4 separate regions of the Mus musculus genome follow, and regions 1, 2 and 3 are each linked to region 4. Evidence: chromatin contacts called from public promoter capture Hi-C data. All regions are on one chromosome and are shown on one strand. The core of a region is the stretch at or near the end of the contact, and the rest is flanking DNA. Distances in the headings are between cores, read along the strand shown. Region 1 has its middle 19 kb from the start of Anapc13. Region 2 overlaps Nphp3 (nephronophthisis 3 (adolescent)). Region 3 overlaps Acad11 (acyl-Coenzyme A dehydrogenase family, member 11). Region 4 holds the start of Srprb (signal recognition particle receptor, B subunit).

The links. Promoter capture Hi-C pulls out the DNA fragments that hold promoters and counts their contacts.
Region 1: a contact with region 4 is called in a promoter capture Hi-C map of hippocampal neurons, with 3 times the contacts expected there. The contact joins the enhancer-like site here to the promoter of Srprb in region 4. A contact is called at or near these places in 10 of 39 promoter capture datasets (the 3T3-L1 cell line, the C10 cell line, embryonic stem cells and 4 more), 14 of 484 Hi-C or Micro-C datasets (CD8 T cells, the G1E-ER4 cell line, Th1 cells and 6 more), 4 of 115 datasets of contacts at active chromatin or transcription factors (the NIH/3T3 cell line, astrocytes, extraembryonic endoderm stem cells and 1 more) and 1 of 9 other capture datasets (liver).
Region 2: a contact with region 4 is called in a promoter capture Hi-C map of hematopoietic stem and progenitor cells. The contact joins the enhancer-like site here to the promoter of Srprb in region 4. A contact is called at or near these places in 6 of 39 promoter capture datasets (cranial neural crest, frontonasal cranial neural crest, hematopoietic stem and progenitor cells and 2 more) and 2 of 115 datasets of contacts at active chromatin or transcription factors (embryonic stem cells and pro-B cells).
Region 3: a contact with region 4 is called in a promoter capture Hi-C map of liver, with 2.3 times the contacts expected there. The contact joins the enhancer-like site here to the promoter of Srprb in region 4. A contact is called at or near these places in 3 of 39 promoter capture datasets (hippocampal neurons, liver and pre-B cells), 1 of 15 datasets of contacts at CTCF or cohesin (large pre-B cells) and 2 of 115 datasets of contacts at active chromatin or transcription factors (astrocytes and pro-B cells).

What each region holds. Positions count from the first base shown.
Region 1 is chr9:102,641,875-102,648,267 of GRCm38.p6, reverse strand. No RefSeq gene overlaps it. Among named protein-coding and RNA genes, the nearest start is that of Anapc13, 19 kb to the right of the region's middle. RefSeq lists an enhancer at 3,086-4,950. Within about 2 kb of position 3,832, at least 183 of the 459 cell types and tissues checked have an H3K27ac peak or open chromatin away from gene starts, as enhancers often do. A contact at or near this core is called in the NIH/3T3 cell line, astrocytes, cortical neurons and 3 more, where this site is marked.
Region 2 is chr9:104,034,781-104,041,446 of GRCm38.p6, reverse strand. It overlaps Nphp3 (nephronophthisis 3 (adolescent)), which reads right to left. Exons shown (of 27, transcript NM_028721.3): 20 at 5,555-5,741; 21 at 5,167-5,408; 22 at 4,040-4,115; 23 at 2,885-3,012; 24 at 1,873-2,113; 25 at 700-825; 26 at 193-308. Among named protein-coding and RNA genes, the nearest start is that of Uba5, 25 kb to the left of the region's middle. Within about 2 kb of position 1,541, at least 13 of the 459 cell types and tissues checked have an H3K27ac peak or open chromatin away from gene starts, as enhancers often do. A contact at or near this core is called in hematopoietic stem and progenitor cells, where this site is marked.
Region 3 is chr9:104,083,786-104,090,688 of GRCm38.p6, reverse strand. It overlaps Acad11 (acyl-Coenzyme A dehydrogenase family, member 11), which reads right to left. Exons shown (of 20, transcript NM_175324.4): 9 at 6,402-6,528; 10 at 354-431. Among named protein-coding and RNA genes, the nearest start is that of Acad11, 24 kb to the right of the region's middle. Within about 2 kb of position 1,973, at least 46 of the 459 cell types and tissues checked have an H3K27ac peak or open chromatin away from gene starts, as enhancers often do. A contact at or near this core is called in astrocytes and liver, where this site is marked.
Region 4 is chr9:103,198,402-103,205,047 of GRCm38.p6, reverse strand. Srprb (signal recognition particle receptor, B subunit) reads left to right here and starts at 2,983. Exons shown (of 7, transcript NM_009275.4): 1 at 2,983-3,136; 2 at 3,667-3,761; 3 at 6,182-6,259. The coding sequence starts at 2,989.

The DNA.
Region 1 (6,393 bases), core at 2,583-5,082, 560 kb after region 4:
AACCAAAAACCAAAAACCAAAAAACCCTTAAAGACAGACAAGGACCTCTGAGATATCATTTAGATGCTGGATTAACCAACCCTGGAGCTGGGTAGATCATTCGAAATAACAGTTCCCTGTAGTGTTTAAGTCACTAACCAAAGCAAAAGGTACAATGGCATTCCACCTCCCCACTTCCTGGACACTGGCTTCTTTGTTGATCATCTGTCATGGATGACCCAGTGCCAAGTGGAGCTCAGCTATGGAACTTTCATCAGAGACGATAGAAACTCTGGCCTGGTGTAGGCATCTGGGTGGGGACAGAAGTGATGCTTAATAGCCTCACTCAGGAGAGCTGGAGGAGAGCCATAGGGACCCAGCAGTGATGGGGAGATGAAGAAGTCTGGAGTGTGATCGTGACTTCCAGACAGCATGTCTGTACTCAAGCTTTGGCTCATCCTATGAAACAGTCTGGAATTGACCAGAAAGGGCACTTTGGCTTGGAGAACAAGTTTGTTCCTCATGACAATCACGTGGGCACACTGGGTACTACAGTTCCCTCTCAGTCAGACTGGCACCCCATGAGTGTGGTGTACAGGTGTGGAGCCCACCGGCAGTCGGAACCCTTCTCTCAGTACAGGCTACCATCAGCCCAGTTTCTCATCAGGAAAAATGGCCTTGAAGCAGTGGTTCTCAATCGATGGGTCATGACACCTTTAAGGGGTCAAATGACCTTTTCACAGCGGTCCTCTAAGACCATTGGGAAACATAGATATTTACATTAAGATTCCCAACTGTAACAAAATTATAAAAGTAACAATGAGAATAATTGTATGGTTGGGGGGTCACCACAACACGAGGACCTGTATTTAAGGGTCGCAGCGTTAGGAAGGCTGAGAGCCACCGCCTTAAAGGATGAAAGGAATGGCCATTGAGAACACAGGCTTTCTTCCCACTTTGTGCCCTGTGTTCTTGCTTCTTTGATGATGTCTATCAGTAGATTTTGCTTACCCTCCCGGCTTTTTAAAATGAAAGCAGTTTCTACTCCAGCCTTTCCTCCCACGCACACTTTCTCACGAGCAGATACACACTTACCAGAGCACTCCTAGCCTTCTTGCAGATCCACATATTTTGAGCATGTACATAAAACCCTTTATAGGAGTTTAATCCGTGAATCATAGACAGAAGAGTCCCATTAGGAAAGAACAGTGGCCTTCTGCAGCTTGTGAGGAACTTGTGACATCTGAAGGTGGAAAACTCAGCATGGGTTCACAGCACATTCTGTATTTTAATATTAGAAACTCAGATAGAGCCTTCAGCCCAAGAGGCAATAATCTGATAACTTAATAGCACCTTGTTTAGGGGTTGGCATCTTGTTAAAAATATCTGTTGAGCTGGCGAGATGGCTTGGCAGGTAAAGACACTGCGTCTAAGCTTGACAACTTGAGCTCAATCCTGGTACCCATCAGGTAGAAGAAGAAAACCGACTCTCCTCAAGTTGCCCTCTGATGGAATGCCCACACATATACACAGCAATAAATATACAATATAAGTTTAAAAAATATGTTTGCCGAGAAGATGGGGAGAGAGCCCAGTTGGTAGTGTGAAGACCTGGATTTGATCTCTGGCGTTCACATAAAAACCCAGGCATGGCAACACACGTGCTTGCAAATCTGGCACTGTTAGGGGTGGAGAGAGGAGGAAGATTGGGGGAGCTTCCTGTCTCTGGCTAGCAGCCTAACTCCAGGCTCAGTGGGAGACCCTGTCTCAAGGAAAAAAAGGTGGAGGACACAGGATATATTCCCGGGGGCTCCATGTACAAACGTGGCCACATGCACTGGTACATATGCACATATATACTCCACACATAAGCAGCCCCTACCCCTGTGCACACATAAACTGGGACCTTTAATCCCAGAACTGGGGAGGACTGGGACATTTAATCCCAGAACTGGGGAGGACTGGGACCTTTAATCCCAGAACTGGGAAGGTGGAGAAAGGAGGATCCCTGAAGCATGTCTGTCAACCACTCTAGGCTGGCCAGAGTCCCAGTAAGAGACACCCTGTCTCAAAAAACAAGGTGGACAGATTCTGAGAGAAACGCCTGGAGTTCATATGTGGGATATGTGGCATAGGCACGTACACACACACACACACACACACAGATTCACACACTCACACACACACATAGACTCACACTCAGACACACACGCACAGACTCACACTCAGACACACACACATAGACTCACACTCAGACACACACACAGACTCACACACTCAGATACACACACACAGACTCACACACTCAGATACACACACACAGACTCACACACTCAGATACACACACACAGACTCACACACACACACACACACACACACACACACACACACACACACACACACCAGTCTCACACACACACTCAGACTCACATACACACACACACCACACATACTCAGACACACACACATACAGACTCACACACACACACACACACACACACACACACACACACACACACACATGCAAGCAGACCCTCCCCCATATATGCAAACACATAAATAGTTTCGACTGTAGTGACACACCCTCCAGGGGGTTTTCAGGATACAATTTTACGAAGCAGAGCTTTAGAGAAAATCAATTATTTCAGGATAAATCCCAAGCATTCCAGAATTGCCAAACACTAAAGCAATCTTTAAATTTTTTCACAAACTTCAACAGGGCCATGGACAATCTCCTGCAGACTGAATGCATTTGGGTAAAGGTTTGCCTTTAATGTGTGGAGAGCCCCAAGGGCTTGGCCAGCGCTGCCTTGCTGAGCCTCTCGCACTGGCCCTCTTCCTCTCAAGTTAGTTTTACTGAAACTCTATCTTTATGTGGGTCAAGGCTTCCTTTTTCCTTCAAAACTTTTTTTTTTCTATTTAAAAAACCAACCAACCAACCAATCAACCAACCAGCCAAAAACCATCTCTCATTTCCAGACATTTCTGCACTCTGACTTCCTGCTGGTTTATTCAGGAGCCCCTTCCCCCAGTGAAGCTGCAAGTTTCTTGAAAGGTTTTGTGACTTTGCTGACTTAGGCTGATCTTCTTGTTAAATCCTTAGCTGAACAGAGGCTCCCTCCTAGCTCCTGATGGGGAATTTGAATGGACTTGAAACCACACTGATGAGTCTTGAAGAATGCCTGTCCACTTTGTCCTGTTTCCTCCTTTGACCCCAGACTCAGACCTCTGCTCTTCAGAGTGGTTACCACTCTCCATTTTGACCCAGAGACACATCTGACTTCACCCAGCCCAGTCACAAGGTCTCCACTCTTTCTAGACTCATGGCTCACACTAGAAAACAACTTTGTATTGGAAGCCAGGAGTCCGGGCTGGAACTTCTGGTTGAGTCTTGTTTTCTTCATCTGGAGGATGAAGGCCCATTTATTATCACATCTAAATAGACCTTGGCTATTCTGCTCCTAGGTTAAGACCAAGAAGATGATTCCAGGATTTATGGTCTTTTCTTTAACTTCACTGTTCAGTAACTCTAAACGTCCCCTATTTCCGCCACAGATATTTTCCCTCAGCCATCTTGAGGCCATATCTTTGAGGTGAGAGCACGAGCCACTTCTGCAGCCATTTAGACACTGGAAGCTGCTTTATTCTCTTTGGCTGCCATATTATTAATTTTTTTTTCTCAGAATAAAGTTTGTCAGAATGACGGCATGCCAGATTTGGATCTAGGCAGCTGGTCTCTGCTTTCTGGGTGATCTTGGCTCTGAGTTTTCTTTACCCCATCTGTAGGGCAGAGACCCTACCATCTGGTCTACAGGGCTATGGTGAGGATGAACCGAGCCTCCTTGGGGCCTCCTGGGTCACACTGGAGGCCCCAAGGGGGATGTCAGTCCTTATGATGCTGTTAGACAGTGGACAGAGACTCCCTCTAGGAGTGGCTTTAGTGGCGACAGAATACCCGATCAGATGCAACAGGTTAAGAGTAAATGAAAGAATAAAGTGAAAAGTTGATACTTGTAGAGACTTTTGCTTATGGTCCCTCCGTTAGGGTGCAGGGGCAAGGCGGGGGGCTGCTCCCTTCCTCCTCCGTTTAAAAAAAAAAAAAGGAAAGGAAAGGAAAGCAGAAAGGAATGGAAAGGAAAAGAGAGAAGAAAAAGAAGGGAGCGAAACTTTCCCGAACTTTCCCGTTCCTCCCTGCCCTGGCTGTAAAGCCTGAAATTCCATCCGTGTTTGTTGTAGTCCTCAGCCCGTTTCCATAGTTACCCAGATTCCAGGGACTGGCTCTGGGCCCACCACAACCCATCCCTCAAAGTCTCCCTGGCAGAAATAAAGCATTCCTTCTCCCTGCAGCCACATCAGAGCCAAGAGACGCTGCTGGTCCCCTCCCAGAGCCCCCACCCCAGCCCTACTCAAGGGTGACTTGCCCGGTCTCAGCAGCGCTGTTTGGCACCATTTGGAGGGTAAACACAATATAACGATCTCTTCCATTTCTCCTCTCTCCATTTGAGCCGAGGAATTACTTTCTTGTACCAAACATTACGCTCTTGGAAACCACTCCAGATGGTTCTCATTAAAATTCCAGGCCCCTCATTGCCCCCCTTTTGCAATTCTCCGCCCCCCCCATCCCCATTCTTCTCAAACTGCTATCTCAAAAATAAACACCAGGTTAAGGAGCAAAGCCCACTGAATAGAGTCCTTTCAGAGCCCTCGGGATGGTCAGGAAGGGGTCTCCAAGTCATCCTGACAGTGCCACCTGGCTCTTCAGGGGCTGCTAGGAACAGTCATGTTTTCTTTTGACAAGCATTCTGGGTACTGTCACCAGCTAGAGTCCAGATACACCTGGGAGATGTGTGTACAATTAAAAGGGTCAAAAAAGAGGGACCAGAAGGTCAGCTTGGTCTCTGCTCCCGTCGGGGCCTAGCTGCAGAGGCACTGTCTGTCCACCCAGTCACTGTACACTGTGGCCTCTGCAAGACACCGGCCACGGGGGTGAGGACACGCTTACCCTAAGCAGCTGGGGTGGGGGAGGGAAAGAAGGAATACCAATAACTCTTGGCCATAATTACAGCTGAGCAAGCCACAAGCTTTGCTTCCACATCTGGAAAAATCTGCTTATGCAGGAAAAACGCGTGTGTCCAAGGATTTTTACTTAATGTGAGCTTCTCCTACGTTATGAAAAGAATCCAGGTCCTAAGACTAGCTCACTGAGCATTCATGTCCTTCGGCCTAGATTCAGGAAACGCTACATTCTATCCTGCTTCCCCTTTCTCCCGGCTTCCTCTAGAAAACATCCGCACATATCTTTTTCTTAGACACTGGAAAATTTGAATCTTGCTCCTTAGAGAGTTGAACTGTATACTTATGTGTCATATGAGCATAATCTCATAGAACAGTCAGACAGGAGAGCTTAGACTCTAGAGAGAGGATAAGCGAAAGCCACGCGTGGGCTCTTCTGCCACCATCATCATCCCTTGTGTCCTCTCTCACCTTTCTCCACGTTTAGGCAAACACACCCGTGTTCAGACAAAAATTCATGTTTTCAGTCATGAACGAGGTCGCGCTCTGCGCGCTGATAACCAAATTACTTCTTACTTGTAATGTAATGTAATGACGTTCCCTTGCTCATGTAGGTAGCTCTGACTTGTTCCTCGACCCCTGCAAAGAATTCCCAGGAATAGTTATACAATAATTCTTTAGGCAATCCCCTCTGGATGGAGACTTCAGCTTTTCCTTTATGATCATTTCTCCATTCCTCACAGTGATGCAACTGAGACCCCCTGGCAAGTCTTTCCTGAAGGACATGTGTCCTGTTTCTCTTTGACAACATCCTTTAGGTACAATCCTTGATGAGATGAACTTGCTATGTCTAGGTGCACGATACCAAACTACTAGAAAATGGCTGCTTCAAGACATGGCTTCCAGGAATGACAGCCTGTGTGGGGCTCTCTGCTAATCTTTTAAAGGGTTGACATCTGATGAAGCATTGTTGATAATCTGTATTTTTTTTAAATTATCCATAATGCGTCTTAGCTCAGCTTCAGATGACAGAAGCCACTTCAGGTAGAACACAGGGAAAGAGATTTATTATTGAAAATCAATCTATTAAAATGATGTCAAATCAGGTGGAATGGAAGGTTCCAGGTTGAGATTCCATGTTGGAATCTCAGCTACTGACTGACCCACAGACGTGGCTTCTCCTTCTGCCATGAACCGTAACCTGGGGACTTGAGAAACTAGGACCTAATCACAGACCTCTCCGTCTGGAAGCCAGGAAGCCTCAGTCAGGCATATCTGGTCTCTAGGACCATGCTCTCTGGGCTATACAATGGATGCCTACTTCCTGTCTGGGATACCCATGGATCTTGAGTCCGCATATAGATGCAAGGTAACACACACACACACACACACACACACACA
Region 2 (6,666 bases), core at 292-2,791, 840 kb before region 4:
CACAGTACACGCCTCCAAAAAGTAAGCCTGCTTTCTCTCTGCTTCTGAGTACCACTTGAGTATCTAAAGCTACACGAGACCAAAACAACTACCCTCACCCCAAGGTAGACTATTTTCAGGGATAAATATTTCATGCTGTTCTGTGATAAATCAAAGCTATTAAATATTGGGATAGATGAGAAACATTCTTACCTGAGCACAGCTAAATTTTTCAATGTTTCTCCAACTCGAGGATGCATTCTCCCCAAGCTATCTTCATAAATCTTTAATGCTCTTTCATATAGTGGCAGGGCTTCACTGTGCTTTTTCTTATTAAAAAAAAAGTAACAGTGCTCACTTAACACATAGTGTGTCTAAAATTATTATTAATGTATTCTATACTGTTCTGACATACTTTGATAAGCACTTTGAAAACCTTAATATCCTTCTAAGAGATATTAAGGAAACATTATTTTATGGACAATCATAACTGGAGAAGCAGAATAATGGAAAGTAAAAACTCTTTTAAGTTTTAGACATGGCTTAGTAACAATTTGACTCGCTTCTATAATAAGCACAAGCCTGCTTATTGCCTTACTATGCCATTAATTCACATTTATCCATATGTATAAAATATATACATTATATATAATATATGAGGTAATCTATATATTACATTCAGATCATTCATTTGCAAACAGTTGAAATGTAGATGCTTACCATTTGGCTATGAAGGACTGCCAAGTTTACCAAGGCAGTAGCTACACTGGGGTGCTTTGGGCCAAAGGATTTCTGCCGAATTTCAACAGCCAATTCATACAGAGGTACAGCTTTGTCAACTTTTCCCTTCAAAACAAAAGCATAATCTAACAAAATATTCAAGCAATAAATACCATCTGACCCGAACTTTCTCCAGAAATAAAATATATTAAATAAGGTTGCAGAAGCATTTTCTACAGCTGGCCACACCTCAAGGCAACAGAAAATCCAATATAATATTCACATGAAGCTGTTGGGAACACAAAGGTTCTCTGATAATTTGGAAAGATGGTTTGCACTTTATTTACTCATCCAGTGTTTCCAGTAAAAGAAATGTCCAGTTGTATAGATCTGTTGTTGCTCTTAACTCAAGGGGACATCCAAATAAATTCACGTCCCCGCCAACTGCCTCACGTCCCGCCAACTGCCCCGTCCCCTCGGGGCTTTCCTTATGATTTCCCTAACTGAGAAGCTGGCCCGAGAGAACAGCATATTCCCTTCTTATGCATGACCTTCTGTGCCGTGACCACCAGCAAGGGAGCCTCCCCACTTCTCAGCACAGAGACAGCTCCGAGGCTGCACTGGTCAAAGCAGGCTGTGGTCAAGGTTTGCTTTGAATAGATAGAAAAATCCAAACTTTACTCCCATGAAAAAGAGCTGCTATTTAATTGTAGACAAAGTAAGAGAAGAGTAGAATAAAATGTCAATTTTGTAAAAATAAATATATAAATAAATAAGGCACTTCCTACAGCCCTAGCTACGGGGTGATTTCCTGTGTTTTGGTTAACAGCGTGTACAGTAAGAGGAACTTGAAAATTACTGAGATATTATATAAAAAGACCTCATTCATAATGTTGATAATAAAATGGGTTGTATTTGAAAGGAACTCATTAGCAATGTAGATGCTTGATTTGTCGTTGGGATGTATTTTCAGAAAACCAAATTAGTATCTTAATTGAATTAAGTCTGAAACAATATATACCTTCATGTTCTCATTGGTTAGAAACTAAATAATTTATTTGTAAAAGCTCACCTACAACGACCTCCCATCAGGCAATAAACTAACAGGCTGGCAGCAGTCATGGCCTCTCCCGTTCATCGTAAAGCACGCAGACACGGGTGAGGTGTACATACCGTTTTCTTATACAAGATTGCAAGGTGCTTCACGGTGTAGGCCAGGGAAGGGTGGTCCGGAGCCAGTGCGCGTCTCCGGATGTCCAGGGCGCGCTCATACAGCTCCTCTGCTTTCTCGTACTGCTTCTTCTCATTGCAAAGAGCTGCCAGGTTATTCAGGGACTGTGCGCAGTCTGGGTGATCTGGCCCCAGAACCCGCTCCCTCATTTCCAAGGAACGCTTCAGAAACTGCTCTGCTGTCCTGGGAACAAAACCCCAAAATGCCTCAAGCAATTTATTCTCTAGAGGTCAGAGTCCTAAGCCCTTAGAGATGGAGAATAGACACACTGGAGTCTTACCCTTCCCCCTCCCTTCCCCTTCCTTTGCTTCCCATGAGGCATCTGTGTGATTGCTCAGCTCTCAACTCCGTTCCTCCTAAATGCAAAACCCACAGATCGTTTTGGAAACAGCCTTCTAAGGCCTTTCCAGTGGTCACACTGTGCCGAATGGACGGCAGAGGCATCTGTTCTTTCCCCTTAGGAGTTGCTACCAAATAATTGTTGGTAAAAGGAACTTAGGGGAAAACATGAAAAATGAGTTGCGTTTTTCTGAGACCTAAATGCACTTGTTTTTCAGACAGCAGAAGTGTAGACGTGACATCTTTTCTAAGTAAATCAAAGGGTGAAAGCAGCTGCCGCCCACTAACTCAGCTATCTCCTGGTGGGTCTGAAGTTGCTTCTGTGGGTCTCAGATGTAATGTCCGCATTAACTCGCTTTCTGTAACCATGAGGGCCCTGCTAGGGAAGCTGCCAAATAATGCTTAGCTTCAGAAGCAACGTGGAAAGAAAATGGAAACACAACATTAAGTGTATGAATGTTCATAACCCAAACCAAACAGGAAATTGGCAGAGGTAGGTTGTTTGTTTTTTTTTCCCCCTAACCTTGGATTTGACAGACAGGTAAAACAGCTTCCCACCAAAGAGACCCAGTGGATCCTTGTTGTGAATCTCATTAGGAATGCCACGGTACTCACTCGAGGTTATTTTGAAGGAAGTAGAGAACACCCAGCTCATTGAGGGTGCGGGCGTTCTCAGGCTTGTCCTTGCCCAAGGTGAGCTCTTCCAACTGCAGAGCCCGCCTGCGTAGAAGGGCAAACCCGTACTGCAGTAACACAGAAACACAAACGCTGAGCGCCAGCCTCACTCTGGAGGCATTTACTGTTGTCCTGACGAAAGCCTTCCTCTTTCATCTTAGATAGCGGCTGTTTTAAGTAGCACACTGACTCTAACATTTATGAGGGACACGTGTTTATTTCTACATGGAACCACGCTCACAAATTCCTTAAGCACTGTTTTGTGAAAACGATCACGAGGTCTAGCATGGTTTATGTCCAAGTACTTCAAAAAAAGCCTAGGACCTAGCTTACTAACCTTTGACTCCAGCTGTACACATACACACCAGATTCTTCTATAGAGAGCAACTTATATTTACTGTTTTATAATCATGCATGTGTGCACACAGGTGCATATGGAAGCCAGAGGGCAACTTCCGGTGGTGAGGCTCAGTTGCTACCCACCTTATTTGTACAATGGTGTCATTCACTGGGACCTGGGGGTTACCAATGAAGCTAGGAAAGTCACAGGGATCCCCCAGTTTATACTTCCCCAGCGCTGGGATTATAAGTGTGTCTTCAGCACGGTGGTCTTTTATTTTTAATTAATGTGGGGGCTGGGGATCTAATTCAGACCCTTGTGCCTGTGCACCAGGCACTGTGCCAACTGACCATCTCAGTCCCAGGGACAGAGACTTAGTAAGCCAAACATGCTATATTTAGGTTTTTATCAGCACCTTAGGAACACTTGAAACACTTGCTTAAGGGAAACAGTTCCTCCCCACCCAAATCTCACAGAAGATGTTATTAAACTTCTGTGTCCTTTCCCAGCTCTTCACAGAGAAGAATCACAGTAGCCCGAAACAGCGCCTCCCAGAGTGCACCTTCAGCTGAGCTTTGTAACTGCTCAACAATACCTCTCTCAAACTGTGACGATAAATAAAGGGAAGATGCCAACCAAAGCCTTTCTAGGAGTCACGTAAGCCTGAAGCGCTCTAGTGCAAGGTCTATGTCTCATGATAGTCAGACCTCATCTTTCCTCAGGTTCAAAGGGCGATGGGAACAGACCCTCCTTACCAGGCTGCCTTTTCGCCTCGTGGCTTGCTGACGAATTATAACTGATTTTTTCCTAAAATGTTCAGCTTGTTCGTACCTTTAAAAAATGAGAAAGAGGAGAGAGGGAGAGAGAGAGAGAGAGAGAGAGAGAGAGAGGATAAATGGTCATGATTCAGGGGTTCAAGGAGCTACAAACACTGACATAATGCACAGTGGTTCTGACTCTTAAATACAACAGGAGGCTAGTGGGTGCTCATGGAGTTCAAAGTCTCTGAGGAAACCCACACGGCCCTCTATAAAGCTCACATTTAATTGCTTTTAACTGATTTAATGCAGTCAGAGTCTCTAGCAGTCTAACTCAATGACCACCCCAACGTTTAGTTTGCAGTGGGCACCTTTTATCTGGACAGACTAATTTTTGGTTAGCTATAAATGCAAACATCTAGGCAAAATTAGTGTGAATTAGCGTGGAAGTTAAAAAAGAAAAACTTCCAGGAAGTCTTCCTAACGGTAGAGGAAGAGAAAGAATTTCTGAGAGTGGTCGAGATGCCACTCAGTAGGTACAAGAACTTTTAAAAAGTGTGTTGTCTTCCTCATTATGGTATCAGGGATCGCACTCAGGGCCATACACAACCAGGCAAACGCCCCATTGCTGAAGTATAGCCTGGCTTTGAAAACCTGTTTATTGTACTGCGGATCAGCCAAGCTCTCCTACAAATGGTGTGTAGTTGATATTTTAGGCTTTGTGGACTTCATGATCTGTGTCAAAACTAAGAAAACCTTCTGGTGGAGCACAGAGGCAACCATGGACAATATGCAAATAAAACATATGGCTGGGAGCCAATAAAACCTTCTTGCCAAACTGGACTCCGCCACTAAGAAGAATGGCTCATGGTCCCTGTAGTTGCAACGTGCTTAGCATTATAGTGATGAAGCCTGGTGGAAGAGCTCTAACTAGATCACCTCAAAGCTCATGCGCTGTCCTTCATGCAGCTTTCTGTGTGTATGTACCCCCGAAGACCAGGAAATACCATCTGACCATGACACAGAGGATAAAGAAAATAAACAGATGCAAACCTACCACTTCCATACATTGGAAACACCCATTCGCTTCGTGAGGTCTGAGGGTGAAGCCATCTAAGACTTACTTATTTTGTTTGTGGTACAGAGTCGCCAGCGCCTCCAGTTCACGAGCAGCATGCGGATGGTCTGCACCATAAGCGTTTTCTGAGATCTCCAAGGCCTGTTTATACAGCTGCTCCGCATCCCCGAACTTCTTCCACTGCACGTACACACCGGCCAGTTGGTGGAGGGACTGGGCTACTCTCGGGTGATCAGGATCTAAGGCTGTCTCCCGAATTTCTAGGGACCTCTGCAAAGGCACCACGGCCTGGGAACAAAGGCACGAGAGGGGCTGATCAAACACAGCAATTCAACACCACAGATCTCAGCGCCAACAAAAGAAAAAAACCTCCCGTCCTGGGAGGAGAGAGGTGTAAACGTGAGTCATCCTGCCTTTGGGTCCATTGAGGTTACCTGACTGAGAAGTCCTAGGTCCTTCAGAAAGCGGCCGAGGGTTTCATATAGGTCGGCTAGGCACAGCATGTTCTCCTCGCCTTCGCTGTTCTCATACTGCTTCAGTGACTCAAAGTACTCGGTCGCCATGGCACCTTTGTCTTTGCCTACAAACTGCCAGTAACTCAGCAACTCGGCGAAGTGTCCTCTGTTCCAACAGACAAGGCTAACTTAATGGAAAGCACATTTTAAAACCCACAGCAAATGAAAACGTCAGAATTCCTTCCTACGGAGCTGTAGGCAGTTTATTTAGAGGCAAGTATTGCACGGGGACCGTGAGGCCAGGCTTACACTGCCATCCATCCCACATCTCCTGGCTGCAGTGTCTGGCAGCAGGCTGTCTGACCTCTCACCTCTCACCACTGTCTATACAGAAGGGGTTACCAGCGCCACCTGCTGTCCGAGTGTATAGCACTCGGGAAGGCATTTGCCATGCCGGCAGCCATGGCTAAGATCTTGCTTCTTCCCTGATGCCTATTCACTGGAATCCCGGGTAGACATTTGATGCTAAAGTTAGCTCAGCTCACCTCCAAATCATTTTTAAATGATGGGAATTAAGCAGCAGAAACTAGCGAGACGGGTCATCTCGTATAGCAACCTCGTGATTGCCCCGAGGAACTGGAGGGAAACGGAACAGGGTTCGTTTGCAGGTGATATTTGCAGGAGGGTGAGAGAGATGCCATGCCAAAGGCCATATGTGAAATGTGAATCCACAGGGCTCACAGGCAGCTTGCAAGGAGCTCAGCGGGTCCAACAATGAAATTTGTGAGCTCAGCAGGGGCAAATCAAATTCTACATCTGATTTCTAAATTTCTAAGTGAGGCAGAAAACAAACCAAAAATCCTTCCTGCGGCTTAGTAGGTGAAAAGCCAGGCTAATAAGAGGGCAGTTACGCCATTAACAAATTCAAATGTATCCAGAGGCAACGGAAGTAACATTGTAGAGCAATGTTTGCGTTAACCCGGTCAGATTCCACTGGGAGCCCAGAATCTGGTTAAAAGTGACACTAGGGAGAGATCTGGTGGCCCTGAGGAGCTGAGGTTAGGAATAATTTCTCTGCACCATTTAAAATC
Region 3 (6,903 bases), core at 724-3,223, 890 kb before region 4:
GGGTCTCTTTGAGTTTGAGGCTAGCCTGGTCTACAAATCAAATTCCAGAACAGCCATGGCTACACAGAGAAACCCTGTCTTGAAAAACAAGAGACAAAAAACAAACCAAAACAAACACCCCAAAAAAAGAGTTATTCCTGGAGCATGAGGTATCATGCCTATCATCCAGACACTTGGGCAGCAGAAGCAGGAGGACTGCCACGAGTTGAGTCCAGCCTGATCAATGTATCAAGACCATAAAGAAAAGGGAAAAGTTATTATCATTGAGGTTATCCTTTATCTACATGACGATGATAATTAAGGGCCCCCAAACATGCAGCTCCCCATGTTGAGTGCCTTCTTGTCTCTCTTACCTTTAGTTTTTCGATCACTAAGGGGTGTCCCCACTTTTCCGCTGAGTTTCCACTTTGAGCATAGTATTCAGCTACTTCCTTAAGACAGTGAAGAGAAAATGATTAGACCAAGTTAGTACAAAGCCACAATGTCATGAAAACCATGAGTGTGTGTGTGTGTGTGTGTGTGCACGCGCTCGCGTGTGCTGGCGCATTCAAATATGTGTGGGCTGGAACTCCTAATTCTGCATCAGCTGCCTAAGCGCTGGGATTACAGGCATGTGTCACCATCCTGGTTAGTAATGTTTCTTTTTATTAATAGGTGCAGAATAAAAAAACTTCTAAATATTTGTTCATCAAAAATTATTCTGATCCGGGCGTGGTGGCACAGGCCTTTAATCCCGGCACTCGGGAGGCAGAGGCAGGCAGATTTCTGACTTCGAGGCCAGCCTGGTCTACAAAGTGAGTTCCAGGACAGCCAGGGCTACACAGAGAAACCCTGTCTTGAAAAACCAAACAAAAAAAATTATTCTGCCTCGATATTAGACAGTAATAGACAGTAATAATCTGATTCCCAAGGTTTACATATTCTGTCTCCAGCAACATGGTACACAGTGGGCATAGAAACCTCTCAACTAAAAAGGCTGGGTGAGGCCGGGTGTGGTGGCACAGGCCTTTAATCCCGGCACTCGGGAGGCAGAGGCAGGCAGATTTCAGAGTTCAAGGCCAGCCTACAAAGTGAGTTACCAGGACAGCCAGGACTAAACAGAGAAACCCTGTCTCAAAAAAAAAAAAAAAAAAAAAAAAAAAGGCTGGGTGAAGTGTTACCAGTTGAAGATATATTAAGTAATGCACAGTTGTTCTGGAAGAAAACAACAAAACAGCTTCATCCTTCAGGCAGGCAGGAGGATGGGAACTAAAGTTTGTCCTCTGGGCTATGGAGGCTGACCTAGGCCTTGGTTCTCAATGGGCCACATCAGTCGGGCACAGGCTCATGATAAGGCCAGGGGCTGGACAGAGCATTTGGAACTTTGGTTCCATCAAAGCCAGGAGGCTTGAGAAGTGAAACCCAAGGAGGGAACAAATAGAACAGAGAAACACACAGAAAATCTGCACCTTTGGAGGCACAGCCTGGGGAGAAAGCCTTCACACAGCTCTCCGTTTGCAGTGAAACAGAAGAGAGAAATGTCAGGCTCAGAAACCTGCCTTCATCCAAGCCTGGGATCTAAATGCCAGACCTGAGCGGCCCTCAAACCTCACACCCAAATTAAGTTTACAATGTCCTGCCAGCAGTGGCCCCAAACAGCTGTCCAGAACTAAACCAGCCCTTCTAGAGGAAAGAGTTTGGTACAAAAACTCATGTGACTCCTTCAGAAAAAAAAAAAAAAAAAGAATTCACTCCACAGTCCATCCTGAAAAATCCCTAATCGCTGCAGGAAACCAGCCACCACAGGCAAGAATCAGCAAAACAGCCGTGTTTCCTTACAGCCACAGATATTGCTTACATTCACAGCATAAAATAGTTGTGGTGAGTAGATTCCAAAAAGAAAGAAAGGAATTACAAGATTGACAATGGGCTACTAAAACAAACTTGGGAAGCAAGCCAAGGAAACGGAAGCCTTGGCAATGAACCGTAAGAAGGCTACCGCTGGCAAGCTCCAGTACAGCTTCTTAAAGGCTGGTGGGACCGGAAGCTTCTCCTGCCCCCCGGGGAGGCCCTGGGGACCAACAGAGCAGGCGAGCACCTACAGTCCTTTGTTGAGTCTGGGCCTTTCTTCTTTAAGGGCTCTCTGGACATTTTTCACACTCTCCAAAGTTAGACTATGGAGAACTGAACAACACGGCAGGAAGAGCTAAAGCAATTACTTAGTTCAGAAACTTGAGAGAAGAAAAGTGTGAGTGAAAAAGGATATGCCGGACCCAGGAGACTGAGTGCTTACTTCCACGGCAACCATGAAGCTAGCAATGGGAGAGGACAGTGAGACGGCTCAGAGGGGAAGGGTACTTGCTGCCAAGACTGGCGGTGACCAGAGTTCGATCCCGCAGATCCGACTTCAATATGCATACCAACCCCCCCAAATAAATGAACAAATGTAATTACAAGGTCAAAAGGAAACTGAAGGGTGAAATCTTCAACTCCTGAGAGAAAGTAATTAACAACCTGGAATTCATATCCCAAACTGTTGGCTGCTGCTGCTGCTGGTGGCGGCACCCGTACCTATCATCTTAGCCCTCGAGAAGCTGAGGCAGGAGGATCATGAGTTTGAGGCCAGACTGAACTAATTAGGGAGACCCTGTCTCAAAACATTAAAGATTTAGGACAAAATAAAAGTATCATCAATAGGCAAGGTACTACCTATCCCCTCAAAAACAAAACAAAGCAAACACCAACCAAAGGGCAGCCACAAAAGCTCCCGCAGACTCTCAGCAAAGCAGCTCGGCTCCAAGAGAAACATCTGAGTTGCAAGAATGAACGATAAAGTAATAACAAAGTGGGAAAGTCTAAATTACACTGTTCAGGCCGAATAGTAACCTCTGCTTTGTACAACTGAAAGAGTACAATAGAAATAGGGGATGATAGTTCTACAAAAGCTTAGAGATGCAGTTATAAATACTTACAGCATCTCTTTATCAACTACTCTCTCTACACGTCAGCTAAAAGAATCATGGGGTTAAAGGTCATGGGAACTGTCAAAGCTTTTGGTGTGAATCATCAGGTTATTGTAGATTATTCTCCCAAACTACACTGCTTTTGGCAATTGACTACCATGTTCCTTTTAGGGAAGCAAGGCTTGTCTGGGGTCCAGCAATGTACAAGGCAGAGGCTCGCACTTTCAAAGGCTCCAGGATGGAGGGCGCTTGTCACATCTGTCAGGGAAATCGCTAGGCTTTCTGTTTGGGGCTGCATATTATGCCTGTTCCTAGGGGGCCATAGAAGGTCAGTGCCATTCATTGTGTTTGGTAATGAGTATATTAGGGAAGATGTTTATGGTGTCCTCATTCTGCCTACCTCATTATGACGCTACAGTTCTGAGAACCAAATCCTACCTGTGTTTACATGCCCGAGAAGGGTGGGTTCATCTTAAGCCATGCTAAAGAGATAGGAGGAGTAACTACTAATTACTCCTTTCATGAAATACTATACTTTTCCTTCCAAGAATTAACTGCCCCTAGCCCAGATTCCCGTGAGCTGAGCCACCTTGGGGTTTAGCTTGGTCTGCCCATCTTTCTGACTCAACTTTCCCCGTTCCTTCACTTTGGATGCTGGCCACTTTTTCTGGCACATTGTTTCCTTACTCTTCTCTGTCTACAGCCTCCCTCCCTGCCATGTGGCTGTCCGGTGCCATGTGGTGACTTTAATTATTCCTTAAGTGTGTCATGGCCTAGCTTTTCTTCTCCCCTCTGAGAAGCTCCTGAGACTTAGAACGTGACTGCCATGGGTCCCTTCCTTTGTAGGTATAATAACACTGCCCCCAAGCTTCCATTTGAGTCCACTTCTTAAAGTCTTTTAATAATGAGACCAGGAACTCCACAAGGGTCCCTGCATTTACCCGTATCATCTGGTGACCATGAAGAGACTCCCTTGAACTCTGGTAACGTCACCACTATGGCCTGTGTGTGCCCCCTACACCATGTTGCTTGTTCTGCCCGAATCGGAGTGCTAGTGTTCTTCACTGGTTTTCAAAAGGAAGAACTGGCGTGGTACAGTTTCAGAGATGGGTTATGTGTTCATTTTAGGCTACCTGGGGAGTTCCAAAAGCTCACAGAAATAGCCCTGCCAATCTTATTTTTTTTCTTGTTATGGAAAATACATAAAAATATAAACAAAAAGCCACCAAGAATTTCAGTAGCTCAAGGTACACAATGTTAGACGCTGCTGCAGTGCATGACAGAATATTATTTTCTAGACACGCCCATTTTGGTTTGGCACCTCAGTTGTAATAACATTGAAAAAAATTTAATGTTTTCCCTCTTTTATTTTGAGAAAATCTATTTACTTCTCTACAGATCATTCCAAATTATGTCCTGCAGCTGGGGATGAACTGTTCTGATCATCTACAGGATAAAACTACACAGGTTGTTACAAGTACTTGAATGAAGACATAGTGCATGCCATCAATGTGGGAACATAGATTTAAAAGCTCTGCCAACACCAAGTGGCTGTCCTTACCACACAAGCTTGGACAACCTTCACTTTCTACAGTCTGCCTGGGTTTTGTTTGTTTTTATGTTTACTGTGAACTCTTCGCACATATTTTAACAGCTGAGTGGCACTGGGCTCAGAGGCACTGCAACCTCACTCTGACCCCTCCCTTCCCTGCTGCAGTGTCACATTTACAGATGAAAGAGAAAGCATTTACAGATGAAAGAGAAAGCCCCTCTCTTCCCTCTGCCAATCTAGGCTTGTCCTTGGAATCTTGGGCTGGTTGCAGGCACGGGCATGTGGTGGGCAGGCTCTGACTAAGTGTGCATTCATAAGAATCAGATGGACTGATAAGGTGAGCTGGGCTCTCCATCTGGAACTCCACCAAGCAGACAAAAAGTGGAACAATACAGGGAGCTGCTCTAGCTCGCTCATGGTCTTGGAGCCTGACTTCCATGAGTGTTTTGTTGTTGTCGAGTGCTACGATAGCCTCTGCTTGGGACAGATGCAGCTGCTGTGTGTGGTGGAAGGGGATTGGCCCAAGAAGCCGGATATTTCTTCCAGCACCTTGAATTCTCTCTGCCCCTTGCTCTCCGTATCACCCAATCACCTATTTCTCCATTGTAGAAAAAGCCCACTTTCCTCTCAAGTTCTTTGAAAATGCAACATCTTCTATGATGGTCTGTTCTCTGTATGATCCATTCTGTCTTTCAAATCTACTTTGCAATGGCTTTTCTGGTGGACCACTTGTCTGTTCTCGCTAATTTAGTCCATGTCCTAAAATTTAATTGCCCTAAAGCTTCAATTGAATTTTATTTGAGGAAGGGTAATGGTGAATTCAGACTACCATATTGAATTAAAAGTGCTGTTTTCCCCTTTTGATACTCAAAAGTATAATTTTGAACTCAAAATTGGACATACACTAGCTAGGGCAGAACTACTCAGTATCAATGGAGAGGTGACAATTTGAGAATTAATATTTGAGTATTTTTAAAGAAACTGTATCCCTCTCTCTGCTAAATGCTCATATCAAGATATTTACCAATACGGCACCTAGACCTATAACTGAATAACACTAATGCTCCTATCAACACATCTTACTTCTGAACATTGCTGAGAGAATCTTGTCTTTTGAGCTCTTCATTTGACTCTAGTCCAGCTCTAGACCCTCAGAATCTTAGGCAGTTACAGTGAGATTTACTGTACGTGAGACTTACTCATGTTGCAGAGGAAAACTGAGGCCACACAAACTACTCAGCACAAGGCCACCAACCTCCACCAGGCCTGGGCTGGAACTAAGCCTTGACAGTCGCCTCACATACATACACCCTGGCCCTCGCATACTGTCAAAAGTGTGTCTTCCTTTTCTTCACGGCATTATCTTCTCTTCGTCACCTGTCTTTCTACAGGGGTGTAAACCCCGTCTGTCTTGTTTTTATTTCCAGCAGCTCTTCAGGTGTCCAGTCTGTCGTAAGGTACCCAGTACATAATTCTTTACTGGATGAATATTTCTCACTACACTCCATGACCTTCTTCAATGTGACCCTTTATAGTAATAGCTGATGAAGGAAAGAAATGGTAGTATTTGTGTGGCTTGAAATGACAGGCCAAAGTTCACTGCCATGTCTATTTGGGGGAGACTGTGGTTCTCAAATTCTCAAAGCATCCATATTTAAAGTAACAAAAGCTGAAGGTCACCGCCTTAGCAAAAGGCAACTGGATGTAATGTTTCACTCCTTATCTATTCGTGTCCTCACTGCTCGGTCCCTTTGCCTCCATTTGCAACCATAGGTGTATGTGCTAATCCTCCAGGCATGTTTTAGCTCTAAATGTCCGTGAGGCTGGGGACTGCGGGAAGTGGGAGAACTGGGGGGAGGCTGATGGCCAGGAAAGAACTACTCGCCCACAGTCCTTGCACACACTACCTTCTCAGCAGGAAAGACATGCTGCTTCATGAACTGCTTCACTCTAGTGAGAACTTCCTGGCCTCTCCTGCTCTGTGCAAACAGCTGGCTTTTAGCATCAGCCTGTGGTGGTGTAGTCCTGAGAGTTCTGGGCAAAAGAAAAAAAAAGAGAAGGTTACAAAGGTGTCCAAAGTCATTAGTACATATCTCTTAAAATAAGGCAAGGTCTCCCCAGATATCCAAAATATCCTTAGGAGGAGCTGCCATATCTGGGAGCCTTGGGCTTATTGTTCAGTTTGGATCCCTTAGCCCTCAGCAGCTCGAGGGAGCAAATTCAGAGTCTTTCCAACAGCAGGCAATTGCTCTCCTGCTGGGCTGGACCCTTAGCCGCGTGGGCTATCTTTGCTTTTATGGAGCAAAGGTAGAATTGTTCTGACCACTAAGCTTGAACGCTTAAAGGGCTACTTTGGAAAATACGAGCCTCACATGGCCTCACACAGTGCTAGCTTCAGGGCTGTCTGCT
Region 4 (6,646 bases), core at 1,734-4,233:
TAGGTACGCAATTTTCTTTTTACATATGATGACAACAATCTTTCGTCCAACAACTTTTTTTTTGTTAGAAAGGATGGTTGTGAATAGCCCTGGGGCTAATTATATTTGATATTAATTCCATTCTCCTGTGAGGGGCTGCGAACAAGGAATGAGTCAGCACTCAGGTGATTTCCTGTAAACCTGCTTCCCACCTTAATTTGTAAAATAAAGAAGAGCTGATGATTGGGCAGATAAAAGGGAAGGTGGAGTGAAAGGTGGGAGAGAGAAGAAGAAAATGGAAGAGGGAGAGGACGTAGAGGAGGAGGAAGAAGAAAAGCAGAGCAGAAGCACATGGCCTGGAGAAACTGCAAGTTCTAAGGGGTCTCATAGATGTGGAAGATGGTAGTGTAGTGGTAGATCTGCCCAACCTAGGTGCACAGCATGTATTCATATTAACTGTGTTGTGTTTTCATCGCCGGGGTATATTTGGGATGGAGATTTACCAAAACAAAGGATGATACAAAATCTCACACTATGTAGCCAAGGAATTTACTGTGTAGGTTAGGCTGTGTTGTGGTTTGAATGAGAACATCTCCATAGCTTCATACATTTGAACGCTTGGTCCCCAGTTGGTGAAACTGTTTGGGAAGGATTAGGAGGTGTGGCCTTGTTGGAGGAGGTGTGTCACTGGAGTGAGCTTTGAAGTTTTGAACACCCACACCAGGCCCAGTTTCTTATTCTCTGCCTCTGAATCAGGATGTAGGCTCTTAGCTACTGTGTCAGTGCCATGCCTGCCTGCTGCCACATCCCCTACTGCGACACTCATGAACTCAGCCTCTGAAATATAAGGAAGCTCTCGATTAAATGCTTTCTATGCTTTCTTCTGCCAGGCGGTGGTGGTGCATGCCTTTAATCCCAGCACTCGGGAGGCAGAGGCAGGTGGATTTCTGAGTTCGAGGCCAGCCTGGTCTACGGAGTGAGTTCCAGGGCAGCCAGGGCTACACAGAGAAACCCTGTCTCAAAAAAACAAACAAACAAAAAAGCTCCCAATTAAATGCTTTCTTCTGTATTGGTCATGGTGTCTTTTCACAGTAATAGAACAACAGCAACTATATATTTTATAGTCATTACAACCTACATATTTTAACTTCTAAATATCTCAGAAATTTTACCCTGTATTTCACACTTTCAGTGTTTGTTTGTTTATTTATTTATTTAATGTATGTGAGCACACTGTAGCTGTCTGCAGACACACCAGAAGAGGGCATCAGATCCCATTACAGATGGCTGTGAGCCACCTGATGTGGTTGCTGGGAACTGAACTCAGGACCTCTGGAAGAGCAACCAGTGCTCTTAACCACTGAGCCATCTCTCTAGCCCCGGATTTCACACTTTTATCCTGTGTTAGACTCCAAGTATCTTTTGCCTAAATACGACAAGAGACTCCCATTGATTCCCCCAGCCTCAGTCTTTTCTCTCTCCAGTCACAGTTCTCCACAGATCTGCCAATTATCCATGTCACCTTCAGCTTATTGTTATACTATGAGTAAACTCTGAGTTCTTCAGCATAGCACACAAAACCACTCCCAGGTCTGATTCCTACAAACTTTTCCAGCTGCCTTTCTGCCACTTTTGCTTCCATGGACAATCTAATCATTCTTATACATAGCCTGTAGCCAGCGACTCAGTATCTGGCGATGGTAAGGCCAACGGAGTGGCCCTCTCGAGTGGGCTTCTTCTCACCTGCCCTCTGCCTTTTGAGGATGTATGGAAATCGAAATCACATTGCGAACCTTCCAAACTCAAACTTTAACATCTTTGTTTCATTTCCTACCCAATCACTCACTGCCACACTAGAGAGGAAGGGAATGTCTCATTTCCTCTCTTCCTGGTACCTGCAGGAGTTGGGGTTTTATGTGGCAGTGCGACATTTTAATGAATTTGTTTAGCCTTTAAGTGACATCGACTTTTCCTGTCATCTCCCAGGCAGACCTGTACTTAAATACTTTAAAATAATGACAGCTACTTAATGACAGAGGCTGCAAATGGCCCTCGAGGCTTGGCCACTTCTGACTCGCAGAGATATTTTTAAATTGAAGCTCACATTTTTTTTTAAATGTTTCGATTACCCGATGAAATCTTAAGTAGAAGAGTTCCCATGAAGATCTTTTATAAATAAGTCCTCTTGAGAAACTGAAAAATGTTGTCTACTCTGGGCCTCTCAAATGGCCTACCTGGTTGAGTAGGCCTGCTTCCTTTGGGTGGGAATGATCAATCTATCGTCGACACCTCCACATCCTCCCGAGCACTGATTTTCCTGATTGCTTTTTAAAATGCAGTCATTTTTTTCCGTGCTGGACGTGTCAATGCAGGACACAGAATTCCCGAGTTTCCCACATGTCATTGGCTTTTACTCAAGCTTCTCTTCCGTGCGTCTTTTTCTGTTTTCTTTAGTTGCCGGTATAGGTTAATGCATCCTCCAAGATTCAGGTCCATCTCTAGCTACTTTTCTCTGACCTCATAAAGGACTTGATGTGTCTTTGTGGATTCTCTGTGACTCCATCACATCTTCGGTCACATCATACTGTGGTAAAATCTCTCATAAATTTCATCCCATGTAACGGCCGAGTAGAAATCCTCACCCTCAAATGAAGTTTTGTAGCCGTTAATTTTGCTAAAAGTCATCATTCTTTCAAAAATCGAAATGAAATGGGAGTAGAGGGGTGGGTTTGACCAAAAGACATCATATTCATTTATGAAATTCTCCAAAGATAAAAAATTAAAATGCAAAGAAAAAAAATTCCACAAAGCTATACATGTCTCAAAGCATGCCGATATGAATACACTCGCTAACTGGGTTGTAGAAACCAAAAAACTCCAACTCCCATCAGGCACTTAGCCGAGATACCCCTAAGGGACTACAACTCCCGTGATGCCCCGCGCCCCACCACGGCGTGGAGCCTAGAGCCACGTAACTTTGGCGGCCCGGGAAGACTACACACCTCTTTCATGGCTTCGGCGAACACCCGGCGAGTTGGCGATGGCGCCGGTGGCGCCTTCCAGCCTTACCTCGACTCCTTACGACAGGAGCTGCAGCAGAGGGATCCGACGCTGCTCTCCGTGGCGGTGGCTCTCCTGGCGGTGCTGCTGACGCTGGGTGAGGCGGCCGGCATTCACGGCGAGGGCAGGGTGGCTCGGCGCCGCAGGCCAGGGAGGCGGACGGCTGCGTTCCCTCTTCTACTACTCGTCTTCCAGACCCAGCAGTGTGGAAAGGGGACGCTGAAGTGACCTGGGTCTTGGGACAGGACTTACATGAGGCGGCCCTGTGCGCTTGAGCGCTGCGGCCGCCATCGTTCATTCCAACTTTGAGCCACTTGTGTCTGAACTGGGCTCTGAGATACTGGGGTACTAAGGTAGAGTAGAAATCCACCAATCAAATGTAGCAAGCCACTAATTTTTCCCAGATCCATCATTCTGTGTATACTTTTAGTCTCCACATTTGGATGAGGGAAATAGACGTGAAAAGGTTTACAGTTGATAGTGGCTGGCGCTCCGTGAGTTCCTAACAAAACTGACTCTAATCCGTGTGACAATGAAAGTAGTCCAGATGGACGCTTTGTTTTTTTGTCGTAAATGCCTACTAATAATGTCTTTAGAAAATGAAGGCTGCCTTTCTCTTCTCTGCAGTGTTCTGGAAGTTCATCTGGAGCCGAAAGAGCAGTCAGAGAGCTGTTCTCTTCGTTGGTCTCTGTGACTCTGGGAAAACGTTGCTGTTTGTCAGGGTAATGCTTTGATTTTCACCTCGGTTAGACTTAAGAGGGATGGGTAAGGCATTTCCGTAGCCCTGTCATCTTGCAGTTTATTTGGTACAGCAAGTTTAGGACATGTTTTTAAAAATATTTTTTTTTCTTTTTAATTATATGTATGTGTGTGGGTATATGCACATGAGTGCCTGTACCTGTAGAGGCCAGATGTGTCAGATTTTGTAGAGTCGGTCTTCAAAGCTGCCTGATGTGGGTGCTGGGAATTGAATTCAGGTCCCTTTGCTAGAAGCAGGATGGGATCTTATCCAACTTAGTTGAGTCTCCAGCCCTGGGAGTTAATTCTTTTTTTTTTTTTAAGATTTATTTATTATTATATCTAAGTACACTGTAGCTGTCTTCAGATGCACCAGAAGAGGGAGTCAGATCTCATTACAGATGGTTGTGAGCCACCATGTGGTTGCTGGGATTTGAACTCAGGACCTTCGGAAGAGCAGTCGGTGCTCTTAACCACTGAGCTATCTCTCCAGCCCCCTGGGAGTTATATAAAAAAGACTCTAGGAAAACCTGTAAAAACACACACACACACACACACACACACACATACACACACGATGCTGTTAGAATACGTGGTCTGGGGATGGGGAGGTGACTCAGTCTGTTTTCTTGCCTGGCAAAAAAATGAGGGTCTGAGTTTGGATCGGTGGCACATACGTGAAAGCCAGGTCCAGAAGTTCTTGTCAGCAATCCCAGGGCCTAGGAGGTATGGATCCCTGGAATTCCTTGGCTCACCACCACCCATGCTAGTTGGTTTTCTCCCCGGGTTCAGTGAGAGACCACAGCCTCACAAAAGGTGGCTGGCTGTGTGGTGGTGGTCCATGCCTTTAAAGCCAACACTTGGGAGGCAGAAGTAGGAGGATCTCTTCAAGTTTGAGGCCAGCTTGGTCTGTAGAATGAGTTCCAGGACAGCCAGAGCTGCACAGAGAAACCCTATGTCAGGGAAAAAAAAAAAAAAAAAAAAGCAAAAACAGTAAATAAATAAGGTGGAGAAAGATTAAGGACTCCCGACATCAACCAACCTTCAGTGTACATACACCTGTTAAAAAATGCATTACCAGTTTCTTGGGCTACTCAGAATATAATGGTTATGGACATACATTTTTTTGTTTGTTTGTTTGATTTTGTTTTTTTCCAGACAGGGTTTCTCTGTATAGCCCTGGCTGTCCTGGAACTCACTCTGTAGACCAGGCTGGTCTTGAACTCAGAAATCCACCTGCCTCTGCCTCCTAAGTGCTGGGATTAAAGGCCTGTGCCACCACTGCCTGGATAGACATATATTCTTAAGTGTAGCTTGCGTTCTTATTCTTTCTTTAAACAATCAATAAAGGATAAAGGAAGCCCAATAACTTTTGCTGATTTCTGTGACTTAAAATAGTCCCAGCATGGCTAGTTCTGAGCAATCCAGCATTATCACAATCATGACAAAAATTACCCTCCTTCGACAGTCTTAAGCTAGAGAGGCCTCCCTTTACTAACACTTAGTTTTATGTAAGCCAGTGTATTTTAACTGAACATGTTTTACTATGGAGAATTTACCCTCTTCCTTTGGAGGGTATAAATAATAATAATAGTAGTAGTAGTAGTAGTAATAGCTATTATTATTTTAATTGTGTGTGTGTGTTCATTCATGTGTGTAAGGGCTGGTACGTGTGAGCCTTGGCACATCTGTGGAGGTCAGAGGACCAGAAGTGTTGGTCTTCTCTCATTGCTGTGCCAGGCAAGCTAGTATGAATTTCTGGAGATTGTCCTGTCTCCCTCCCATTTTCCCCATAGGAGTACTGGGCTTGTGAATGTGTGTACTACTAGATCTGGGTTTATGTGGGTTCAGAGGGGCTGAACTTAGGTCATCAAGGTTACACAGGAAGTGTTATGTCCACTGAACATCTCCTGAGGCCTTGAGTTGGTTTTGGTGCCTAAAATCTTTACAGGTCAGTAATTTGGCCCCTTGCTGTTGTTTAAAAATAATACTAATAATGTTGGGCCCAGGGTGCCACTTTCTGATGGCACTGCAAAAAGAAGGAATAAAGCTTGTAATTAATTATTATTATTATTTGGTTTTTCGAGACAGGGTTTCTCTGTGTAGCCCTGGCTGTCCTGGAACTCACTCTGTAGACCAGGCTGGCCTCGAACTCAAAAATCCGCCTGCCTCTGCTTCCCGAGTGCTGGGATTAAAGGCGTGTGCCATCACTGCCCGGCTGTAATTAATCACTATTCTACAAGTTAAAAATAAAGCAGTATGATCGTTTTCAGCTGTTTCAAGTAGCATTCGTTCATTTGACCTTACTCTCCACAGAATGAAAATGTCATTTTTTACATTGCATTCAGTGTTATTGTAACTCGCTTACCCTGATTTGTCTGTCTTGGTTTTGTTTTGTTTACAGTTGCTAACTGGCCAGTACAGAGACACACAGACTTCCATTACCGATAGTTCTGCCATATACAAAGTCAACAATAACAGGGTAAGAGGTATCTGGAATGTTCTAGAATCTGACACTCTTCTTTACTAAGTTCTACTGTCATGTGTGTTGCTGACCCAAAGCAACTTGGGGAGGAAAGGATTTAATCTGTTTACACTCCCGGGATGTAGTTCATTGTTAAGGGAATTCAGGGCAGGGTCCTGGCAGCAGAAGCCATGCAGAAATGCTGCTTGCTGGTTCACTCTTCAGTTCACTTAGCTAGATTTCTTCATAGCTCCGGACTACCTGCCTAAACATGGCGCCTCCCACATTGGACTCAAGAAAATGACCCATAGACATGCACACAGGCCAGTCTCATGGAGGGACTTCTGTTGAGGCTTCTCTTGCATGGCTGGAAGCTGTGTCAAGTTAACAAAGCTTACTGGGGCA